Linked DNA regions of Sus scrofa: all the other regions are linked to region 1. Evidence: chromatin contacts called from public HiChIP or PLAC-seq data. All regions are on one chromosome and are shown on one strand. Each heading gives the region's core, a stretch centred on a gene start, on an enhancer-like site or on the middle of the called end of the contact. The rest is flanking DNA. Distances are from core to core; before and after follow the strand shown.

Region 1 (3,667 bases), core at 850-3,349:
CCAGTTTTACCCATTGGGCCCCTCCAGGCAGACACCGCCCACAACCATGCCCAATTACAGGCATCAAAGCCACAGAAAAGCAGCCAATCGTGAGAATGCTATCTTCTCTCAAGGCATCATCAAAACATTACTTTCAACAGTAACAAAACAAAAACAGAAAGACTTTCAAATATACCACAATTCTCATAAGTGAAAGAACAAGCGAACAAATAAATAAAAATGAAAAAAATGTTTAAATCTTTTGTTGTTGTTGTTCTGACAGAAAACTGGTGAGCCTTGGAAACTGGTGGTGTTCTAGTCCCGTGGTCTCTAAGCATCACTGTTACCTGTGCTCCTCCTCTGACCAGGCCTTTCAAGCAATGGATTTTCGAGCAGATGCAAATTGTAATAACACCAATTACCAACAAAGCCAGGTAGAACAAGAAGAGAAACAAAAAGTCCATCCTGGGCTACAAAGGAATAGAGAGAGTGTGACTACTACTGAGGGCTATATTCCAACACATATTCTCAGATATCAATTTCCTAAATGGCTCCCCAAACAATTCACAAGCCTTCAAGCACACACTGTCGGGAGTTCCCGTCGTGGCTCAGTGGTTAACCAATCTAAGAACCATGAGGTCGCGGGTTCCATCCCTGGCCTTGCTCAGTGGGTTAAGGATCCGGCGTTGCCGTGAGCTGTGGTGTAGGTTGCAGACATGGCTTGGATCCTGCGTTGCTGTGGCTCTGGCATAGGCCGGTGGCTGCGGCTGCGGCTCCGATTGGACCCATAGCCTGGGGACCTCCATATGCTGCGGGAGCAGCCCCAGAAAAGGCAAAAAAAAAAAAAAAAAAACCACACACTGTCAATGGGGCTTCCCAGCTGGTCCTCCTTCAAAAGTTTCCTAATCAAACCACTGCGGTCTGCTCTGCAGCATCTCCTGCCTGAAAATACCAACATTTGAGGGGAATAATATGCAAAATGCACTTGCCTCCCCTGCTCCAGCAATAAATCATTCTTTTACTTTCCCAAATATAAATATTCTCAAGGACCTTGATACAAAATGTACCCCTAAAGAATTTGCTGACGATACTATTGGAAGAAGCATCCACTAGGGGCAGTCAGGGGCCCACAGCCAGAATAAGGCATGGCGTCCCAAAAAACATCCTTCCAGGACGGTGACCACAACAACCCGGCATCACCCACAGGGACCAAGGCCAAGACACAGACCTGTGTTAATAAACTGGAAACAGTTACTTTTGGCCTTAGCAAATATTCTGGGAGGGACTTCCAACTGAGATAGCTAAACGTAAAAACTCTTCATGAGATAAGATAGGAAACAAAGAGCAGCAATTCTCACGAGGTGATTCAGGATCCCCAGCCTATATATTTATTTTGTTTGCATAGCTTTCAGCCGGCAGTTCGGACATTCCTCCTTCGAACATTCACTGAGAATTCAAATGGCATCTCCTCTTGTGCAGCGGCGTACGCCTGGCACAACAGGTGGCACCCAAAACTTCAGGAGACATGATTCCTCTAGGAGACTGGATCGGGCTGCAGAGACATCAATTCGACATTCACATAACGTGACAGGCTAGGAGTCAGGGGCTGAATACAGTGTGGAAAAGAATCTGAAAGTTGGGGGGGGGGGCGCTGTTGAGACCCCGCAAGGTGAACAGAGTTATGAGATTTCGAGTGGAAAAGCTAATTGGGAGCTTCTGGATCTCTGGTGTTTATTCCTATGCCTGAGGAGTTCCCGCTGGGGACCCAACAGAAAGGCATTTCCAAGGATACTCTTGGTCCGAAGATTCCAGCAGGTGGGCCTGGCCCGTGCTTCCCCGGGGAGCTGGAACCCGGGACGGGTGAGACAAGATTACAGGGAACACTGGAGGTGTCCGGGCGCCGGGCGGGGCGAAGGCGGAGCTGCAGCCCCACACAAAAGGGGGAAGGGCGGGTCAGACAGGGAGACCAACCCCCCTGAGCCAGCAGGGGTACCTAAAAGCTAGCAGAGGCGGACTTACCGCCGGGATCCGCCAACCGCCAACTGCACCCCGCCAGCGCCTCTAGGGCGCGTCCCCAGACTTCCGGCGGAATCGTGACGTCACACGCGACGCTGGAAGGGGGGATCTAGCCCGACTTCCGGTGGAACGCCGCGGAGGGCTGTGGGGCGGGGCCTGTCGCGTTCGTCCCGCCCCTTCGACGGTGACTGTCGCTTCCCGCTGGGGCTCCTCCAGACCGCGGTCAGGTGTGACCGCTGGGAGGTCCAGTTTTACAGAACTGTTGCTGGGAATCTTCTAGGCCTGTGTGGCCAGAACGCCGAGGTTGTGGAGCGGAAGGTGCCGCCCAGCGGCCTGGGTAGAGCCCAGTCAGAGCCCGGCTCCTAGCCGAGCAGGGGCCCCGGCGGCCCAGAGCGGGCACACTTGCGGGGCTCGGACACTGTCTTCGTGGTGAACAGCTTGCTTTGCGTTCTGCCAGTCACACCGCTGGGATCTGTCCGAACCGTCCCAGTGTCTTCACTCCTGCTGTCTCGGCACAGCTGTGAACATACTGCTCCTGGGAGCATGACAATCGCTTGACTCCAAACCTGGGGAATAAGAGAGAGGGCTGTTGAGTGATAGTTGAACCTAGAGAAGAGCTGCTTCCAAACACAGCATTGAGAAGTCCCCTGTGGGGTGTTCATTTGCCCCGAACGCCTCCGAATCTGCTGAGACCACCTATTCTCAAAGGCCTCTGAACAGCTGCTTGTCACTGAGCCAGGCCAGTCCTCCCTTTGAGAAGTAATGTCTGATCTCCAAACACGAGCATTAAAGCGCCCCGCTCTTCCTGTTTTTTTGCTGCCTACCCCAGCTTCTTAAGTCCTTTTTTAAAAACATACCAACCCGGGCACCTTCTGATACATTAGGTAAAAGGCCTGCATGAACTTGTGGACACAGAACTGAAAAACAAAAAGCAAAAACCAGAAAATGTGATACCACCAGGGAACCCTGTGGTTATGGATGGAACCTCATCACCTATTCAGAGGGGCTGGATTTCGTCGTGTCTCAGCTGACTCATCACCCTGCTGGTTAATTCTGAGCTGGTGGTTAAGTATTTTGATTAACTTTCTTCCCTCATAAATGCAGAACTTTATTTTTATCCCCATTTGTTTTTCTCTGGATGGTTTCAGTTGAGCCTAACTTTAAATCTTGGTTGGTCCCCTAGGGTATTTTGTGCTGGGCCACTTTTCTTTCATTTTTAAAAACGTATGCAACCAATACGATATTATGTTATCCTGGTAAGAGTCAAACTATATGAAACAAAACCAGAAATCTCCCTTGATCATCACCCCTCCCGAATCTCAGCCCCTTGACAGAATTAATCATTTAGTGTGTATCTCCCAACACTTTTACACATTTCTATATATGTACTTATTCAAGACATGTATTTAGTACCGGTATATGCCAGGCACTCTTTTAGGCACTGGAACATAGCAATAAAACAGATAAAAATCTCTGAGCTTCAGAGCTTACATTCTTGTGTAAATATACGAATATATAATTTATTGGTTACCAAAACAGGATTATTTTATACATAGTGGTTCTACGTCTTTATTTTTTGCACCCAACAATATATCTTGGTGATCTTTCCACACCACTACATATAGATGTATGATATTGTGTTTATCTCATTATATGCATTTCAGTATTTAAC
Region 2 (3,667 bases), core at 553-3,052, 200 kb before region 1:
CATTCATTTTCTGCTGCTCTTGGTAAAGCATAAGCTATCAAGTGGACCTAGAGAAAAGGAAGTAAGTGACTGTAATTATGAGTGACCTGGCCTGACTAAGCAGTAACTTCCTACAAGAAAACCACCCAAGAAAGCTCAATAAAATGACACCCTATGAATATGAACAGAGGCCAAAAGGGTCACACAGGAGAAATACACAACACAATCAGGTCACTGACATTACTGAATACAAACGATGACTCCATTAAATAGAAAGCGCCCCCCCCCCAAAAAAAATCCCCCTGTAACACTGCTTAACTATTTCCTTACTGCTTCTTTAAATTGCTTAAAATCAAGGAGTTCGCTGGTGCCCTAATGGTTAAAGATCTGGTGTTGTCACTGCTGTGGCTCCAGTCACTGCTGTGGTGTGGGTTCAAGCCCTGACCCTGGAACTTCTGCATGCCCTCGGCACAAGAACCTAAAAAATAAAAATAAAAAATAAAAAATAAAAAAAAATCGCTTAGGGGAGTTCCCGTCGTGGCGCAGTGGTTAACGAATCCGACTAAGAACCATGAGGTTGCAGGTTCGGTCCCTGGCCTTGCTCACTGGGTTAGGGATCCGGCGTTGCCGTGAGCTGTGGTGTAGGTTGCAGACGCGGCTCGGATCCCACGTTGCTGTGGCTCTGGCGTAGTCAGGTGGCTACATCTCCGATTGGACCCCTAGCCTGGGAACCTCCATATGCCGCAGGAGCGGCCCAAGAAATGGCCAAAAAAAAAAAAAAAAAAAAAAAAAATCGGTTAAAATCAAAGATTCCACAGGAACAGAGAATGTGAGCTCTCAAAAGTGGGATAACTGTGCATCAAAGCACAGTATTGTTGTGTACATTATCTGACTGAACTTGGCTACCTTGGCACTTTAAAAGTTTTTAATTAAGAAAACTCTAATACAGTGGACAGAACACTGGCCTGGAAGTTTGAGTCCTGTTACCAATCCCACCTACAGACCCGGTGACCTGGCACAAGAATCTCCCTTCTCATGCCCAATCTCCTCCACCCTCAACCGAGGAGGCAGGACAGATGCCTCGCAGACTCATCCTGCACCCCACTGTGTGGTTCTACAGGGCAGAACCCAGGGGAGTCAGCGGACACTTAGGTTACAGAACCAAGATGCTGATGGGCCTTTAGAGACCCGGCGGAATCCCGAGAGGACGGGAGGAGGAGGGGTGTGTAGCCCCCAATCCCCCAGGACACCCAGAACTCCCAAGTCCTAAGGGAGCGCCCATCTGGGACAGCCGCCCCCTCCATCTCCGGGTAGCGGTCAAACTCTCCCGCTCGCTCTCTTGGGTGGCCCGGGGAGAGCGCCCCTCAACCCCGCTTTGGCGTCAGGGTCGACCAATGCCCGGAGGCCCCCAGACGCAAGACTTACCCCCTGGGACTCGCTGACCCGCCCCGAGCTCCCGAGGCTCCGGGCCAGGGGCTGCCCCTCCGGCGAGCTCCTTTCCCTGGGTTCCTCCTCTCCGCCTCTGGAGGCCGCTGGGCCCGAAGGGCCGGTTCTGGGCCTACAACACAGGCTCCCTTCAGGCGAACTCCCTCCCGGAGCCCAAATCGGCCTTCGGGGGCCTCAGTGTGCCGCGTGCTGAAGCCGGTCGGCCCGGGCTCCGCCGCCCCTGCACCGCCGCCCTCCAGACTCCTCCGGCCCAGGCCGCAGGCCGGGAATCCTCGCCCGCCAGAGGCCAGAGACTGGGAACGAGGGACAGCTGTGACCTGGGCACCGACAGGAAGCGACTGCGGCGCGGCGCGGCGCGGCGCGGCGCTGGTGCGCGTGCGCGAACACGCACCCAGGGCGAGGCGCACAAACACAGCAGGGCGCCGGAAGTCCGCCTGGCAGGGCCCGCAGCGGGGAGCCAGACAAGCTCCAGGACTCTATTGCCCATAAGTCTCCGCTCCGTCAAGATAGGGAACGTCGTAAATGTCTTCACCTCAACTGGAGGTTAAGCGATGCTGTGCTGAGAGCATTGGCCTCCCGGACCAGGGAATCAGGGTCCCTTTAATTTAAGGGAACGTCTGTAATGTCACCTCTTCTCTAGGTGTCTTGCCTGATTGGGACCTGGTGCCCTAATCTTTTCCATACCTTGAGTATTTAAGGCTTAAAATCAGTAGCTACATACAAATATGATAAATAAAGGAAAAAGGGGCGTTCCCGTGGTGGCTCAGTGGTTAACGAATCCGACTAGGAACCATGAGGTTGAGGGTTCGATCCCTGGCCTTGCTCAGTGGGTTGAGGATCCGGCATTGCCGTGAGCTGTGGTGTAGGTTGCAGACGCGGCTCGGATCCCACATTGCTGTGGCTGCGGTGTAGGCCGGCGGCTACAGCTCTGATTGGACCCCTAGCCTGGGAACCTCAGTATGCCCCGCGAGGTGCCCAAGGAAAAACAAAAACAGTAATTCTTGTGTTGTTGTTGTTGTTGTTGTTGCTATTTCCGCTCAGGCATGTGAGTTCCAGGCTAGGTTGAATCGGAGCTGTAGCCACCGCCTACACCACAGCCACAGCAACGCGGGATCCCAGCCGAGTCTGCAACCTACACCACAGCTCGTGGCAACGAGCTAACCCACTGAGCAAGGGCAGGAACCGAACCCGCAACCTCATGGTTCCTAGTCGGATTCGTTAACCACTGCGCCACGACGGAATTCCCAAAACAGTAATTCTGTGTGTTCTTTTGTGCATGTGTGTTCACTTGCCAGGGATCAGTTCCAGGAAAGTACATCTCAGTTAGTTGTAACTGAGCAGGATCCTGTGTGGTCTTTCCTCAACAGCCCCTCTTCCCCACCCCACCCCACCCCACCCCAATGTCCTCTGCCTGCTTTGTAGTTGTTTGTAGAAAATCTTTAGCCTCCTTGGCCTTCCCCAAGTTGCAAAGAATAATTTTAAACCAAGAAGTGAGAAAATGCAAAAACAAAGGAAAACAGTCGTGTAAGACAAAATAATAATACTTTAGCCATTAAACAAAGTCAAGGACTTTATTTCCGCCTCAAAGGCTGTAGATAATATTCTGAGCCATATCATTTGAGCTATTTTGCAGATACTGAAGTCCCCACCAGGTGGAAGAAGCCAACTGTATGCTGCCCATAAGCATGTAAACCCCAGACCAAGTGGAATCAGAAAGGTGTTGATGTTGACTTCCAGTTACCTCACCACCAACCAGTCAGAAGAATGTCCGTGGGCTGATCATGCACCCCCCACAACACTCTCCTCAGCATGTAGCCCCTTCCTCTGTTTCCTACGTAATTTCTTAACAAAACCTGGGGAGGGGGGAGTTGGTTCTTTGGGACATGAGTCAACCTTCTCCCCAGGATTGCCAGCTTCTGCAATAAAGCTCTTTCCTTTTACCCAACACTTGTTTCTCAGTATTGGATTCTTTAACAATGAGCAGCTAAACCTGGGGTTGGTGACAGAGTCACCGTTCCTTCATTTTGAATTTTGGTTTATTATTTAGGTACCCATAGTACTTTCTTCCATTTTTTTTTCTACTCTTATTTCTCTCCTTCAGTATCTTCTCCTTGTTTCCTACTCTAAGACTCTAGCCAGGATCCACCTAATCTTCTATCTTTTTTTCTATGTGGAAAGTAACTCAGGATTATTTTTCAGAGTTAAGGAATGTAGTCGAATAATCACAACCCCATTAACAATA
Region 3 (3,667 bases), core at 408-2,907, 160 kb after region 1:
TAAAGGAAATCCAGACAATTTAAAATGCCAAGACAAAGGGACATGTTTAATTCAGTAGCAAAAGGATCAAAATTTCATTTAAACAAATTTACTAATTTCACCATTCCCCCAGTTAACACCTCCTCCATTAAAGCTTTCTTTCAAAGGGTTAAAAAAAAAAGTTCCATACAGGTTCCTAGGTAGGGGAAACTTACAATTTCTACTGATAAAGCTAGAACTACCAAGCTTCACATCTGTAAGCCTGACAAATCATACAGAGAGCATCTTTAAAAAAAAAAAAAAATCAGTTCTCTAACTGTCCTTCATGGATCGGAATTAGTTATAGGAACAATTTCAAACGTTTTATTGGCAATGATCTAAATAAAACAAAAAACGCACACATTCACCAAGAGGCATAAAAGCAGCACCAGTCCTAACGACGACTTTGGGGTATAGTGAAGCCAGAACTCTTCCTTCTACTCGACAAGACTCGAAATATGTACCAGTTGCATTCGGAGTTTGCTGAAAACTGGCAGTAATTCTTGGAGCTTCCTTGTTAGAAGGCTCCTCTACTTGAGCAAGGCTGAGACACACAATTTTGCTCGGATTACACTGAGATTCTTGTTTCCAGAGGAGAAAAAAAAAAAAACTGCATAAGACAAGTCTTGTCTTCCTCTAGGGCCTGTAACCACCACAGGCTGTAATGAAAAGAAATGCCTTGAGTCACAGGACAGCTCGGCCCAGGAGCCAGTTCTGCTACATGCCATACCCAACGCAGGAGCGAACGCAGAGCCAGCTTTTTCTTTTCTTTTTTTTCTTTTTGACTACACCACGTTCAGAGAAAAGAACAGTCTTAATCGCACCCAGCTCCTCGCAGCTAGAAATCTGCAAAGTTTCTCCACCTTAATAGCAAACAGCATCACTTAAGAAAATCAGAAAAGTGGCAAAGTACAGGCGGAAGGCACCCCCCAGCAGATCCGCCTAGGGTCCCCAAAGCAGCCCGTGTACACAGTCCTCCAACACGACCGACCTGGGACCGCAGGGACCCACCGAGGTTCTCCCTGCGGCTCGAGAGCTTCATGGAAACACCAAGAAAGGCAACTCCCTAAACCCACCCAATCTACGGGCCACGGAGGGAGGGTGGCGGCGAGGCGCTGGGCGGGTTCGGCCGGGCGGTCAGCCGGCCTGCGAGAAAGCGGGAGGGTGGAGTTCAGTTTTCCCTCCAGCCGCCGCTCGCCGATTCCCTCCCTCCCCCACCCAAAAAAAGCCGGAACCAGGCGCGCGCGCCGCCGGGTCCCGAGAGGGGGCGGCCCGCGACCCCCGCCCCGGAGAGGCCCGGCCAGGCCCCGCGCGAGCCCGCGGCGCCCGCCCGCCCCCGGCCCCCCGGCCCCCCGGCCCCCGGCCCCCGGCCCCGGCCAGGCCCGCGCACTCACCCGTCTCCCACCACCACACACTTGATGGCCTGCATCTGGGCCGCTCGCTGGGCCGCGGCGGCGGCGGCGGCCGGGCACTGAGGCGAGGAGCTCGGAGCTCGGGGCGCGGCGGGCGGGCGGGCGCGCGGCTGCGGGCGGCAGGGCGCGGGGTGCCGGGGCCGCGGTCCACGCCGCCTCGCCCTCCGCCGACGGGAAGCGGGAGCCCAGCAGCAGCCACCACCCAAAGCTGGGGAAAACTGCAGAGAAACAGGAAATGGCCGCTCCACTCACATCCGGCCTCCCCTCCCCCGCCCGGCGCCGCCGCTCCCAGACTCCGGGGCGGGGCCGATCCCACCCGCGCGGCTCCCGAGGTTCCTGTCGGCTTCGGGAACGCTCGGGAGCGCTCGGCTCCGAACGCGGGGCGCGCCGGCCGCCATCTTGGTGCGCCTGGAACGCGGTCCGGGCCCCGCCCTCCCCGCCTGGGTTCCGCCGCGGGAGGGGTTCCGCCGCGGGAGGGGTCTCGGCTTCCCCCACATCGACTCGCGCCCGAGACCGTCCGAGGGCATGAGGGGCATGGGAGCCCCCCTTTTTAGTGACACTTCCAACTTAGGGGATGTTGGCAAGGTCCTTCTAGAAAATTCGGAATTGAAAACTGTAACGAAGAGCGTCGCCGGCACCGTATTCGGAGATAACCAATGTTCATTCAGCCAAAAATGTGTTGAACTTTGTTCCTCTTAGGCATATTCTGATTATTTGTAATTCACTGTTTGTAATGTGTTGACTGTTTGCTAGGTTTTAATGCTTTGCACCAAAGTTCTGGACATAATGCTCTGTTAGCGGACCATTAAAGTGCAAATATTTTGGCGTATTTCAATCTAGTTGCATCTTTTTGTTTTGTTTTGTTTTTTGTCATTTTGCTATTTCTTGGGCCACTCCCGCGGCATATGGAGGTTCTCAGGCTAGGGGTCGAATCGGAGCTGTAGCCGCCGGCCTACGCCAGAGCCACAGCAACGCGGGATCCGAGCCGAGTCTGCAACCTACACCACAGCTCAGGGCAACGCCGGATCGTTAACCCACTGAGCAAGGGCAGGGACCGAACCCGCAACCTCATGGTTCCTAGTCGGATTCGTTAACCACTGCGCCACGACGGGAACTCCTAGTTGCATCTTTATATACGTAATGAACATGACTTAGGCGAAATTGGGAAATGCTACTGAGTCCCTGTTAAAACATTTGTCATCACGGCTTCCTCTTGGTTCCATTAGGCACATATACCTTACTTTATATATAACCAGTGTCTCTATTTTCAGACACAAGGCTGGGATGAACGCGTTTGTCCAAGTATCTTTTTTTTTTTTTTTTTTTGTCTTTTGTCTTTTTTAGGGCCGCTTCCGGGAAATATGGAGGTTCCCAGGCTAGGGGTCTAATCGAAGCTACAGCTGCCGGCCTACACCACAGCCACACGACACCAGATCTGAGCCGCGTTTGCGACCTACACCACAGCTCATGGCAACGTCAGGTCCTTAACCCACTGAGCGAGGCCAGAGATCAAACCCACAACCTCGTGGTTCCTAGTCGGATTCGTTTCCACTGTGCCACAACGGGAACTCCTCCTTTTTAAGCATTTTTAACTTGCAATTATTCCAAAATAAAAATGTGTTTCCAGGAGTTTCTGCGGTGGCACAGTGGGTTAAGAACCCAACTGCAGCGCCTTGGGTTGCTGTGGAGTTGAGGGTTCAATCCCTGGCGCAGCCCAGTGGGTTAAAAGATCTGGCATTACCACAGCTGTGGGGTAGGTCACAGCTGCAGCTCAGATTCAAATCTTGGCCTGGGAACTTCCATATGTCAAGGATGGGACCATAAAAAAAAAAAAAAAAAAAAAAAAAAAAAAAAAGAAGTGTTTCCAGAGCAAAGGTTCTCTCTTCTTTCTTCAGTAAGGTCCCCCTTGAAGAGAGGTTGACTTTTCAAGGACAGTAGAGCAAGTGTGTCTTCTTTGCTGAGAGAAGTGTCCTGTGAATCTGTGACACATCTCAACGATTCAAGGTTATTACCTTCCTATCTTTAGACCTGGAGCAAGAAAAAGGGTGGAGCCTCAAGTCAGTAATTGAACAGAGTAGACTCTTCAGTAGCTGCTGTGTCCTCCTAATGGACTGATACGAAATGAACCCGAGAGGGACACAGTTGCCCGGATACCAGGCCCTCTTTGCTCAGGGCTGGAAAGGGGGGAACAAACACGGTGCTTATCAGGAGACAAAAAACTACATTCATGCTAATAA

What was found. HiChIP or PLAC-seq counts read pairs in DNA pulled down with a chosen protein or histone mark.
Region 2: a contact with region 1 is called in an H3K27ac HiChIP or PLAC-seq map of skeletal muscle. The contact joins the promoter of RBAK here to the promoter of ZDHHC4 in region 1. A contact is called at or near these places in 1 of 5 promoter capture datasets (liver) and 2 of 2 datasets of contacts at active chromatin or transcription factors (alveolar macrophages and skeletal muscle).
Region 3: a contact with region 1 is called in an H3K27ac HiChIP or PLAC-seq map of alveolar macrophages. The contact joins the promoter of RAC1 here to the promoter of ZDHHC4 in region 1. A contact is called at or near these places in 1 of 47 Hi-C or Micro-C datasets (heart right ventricle) and 1 of 2 datasets of contacts at active chromatin or transcription factors (alveolar macrophages).

Annotation. Positions count from the first base shown.
Region 1 is chr3:4,641,643-4,645,309 of Sscrofa11.1, forward strand. It overlaps ZDHHC4 (a long non-coding RNA gene), which reads right to left and starts at 2,100. Exons shown (of 8, transcript XR_002342216.1): 1 at 1,999-2,100; 2 at 1,338-1,531; 3 at 327-449. LOC110259843 (a long non-coding RNA gene) reads left to right here and starts at 2,195. Exons shown (of 4, transcript XR_002342218.1): 1 at 2,195-3,059.
Region 2 is chr3:4,438,141-4,441,807 of Sscrofa11.1, forward strand. It overlaps RBAK (RB-associated KRAB zinc finger protein), which reads right to left and starts at 1,803. Exons shown (of 5, transcript XM_021086052.1): 1 at 1,405-1,803; 2 at 1-47. The coding sequence starts at 31.
Region 3 is chr3:4,801,853-4,805,519 of Sscrofa11.1, forward strand. RAC1 (ras-related C3 botulinum toxin substrate 3 (rho family, small GTP binding protein Rac3)) reads right to left here and starts at 1,658. Exons shown (of 6, transcript NM_001243585.1): 1 at 1,413-1,658. The coding sequence starts at 1,447.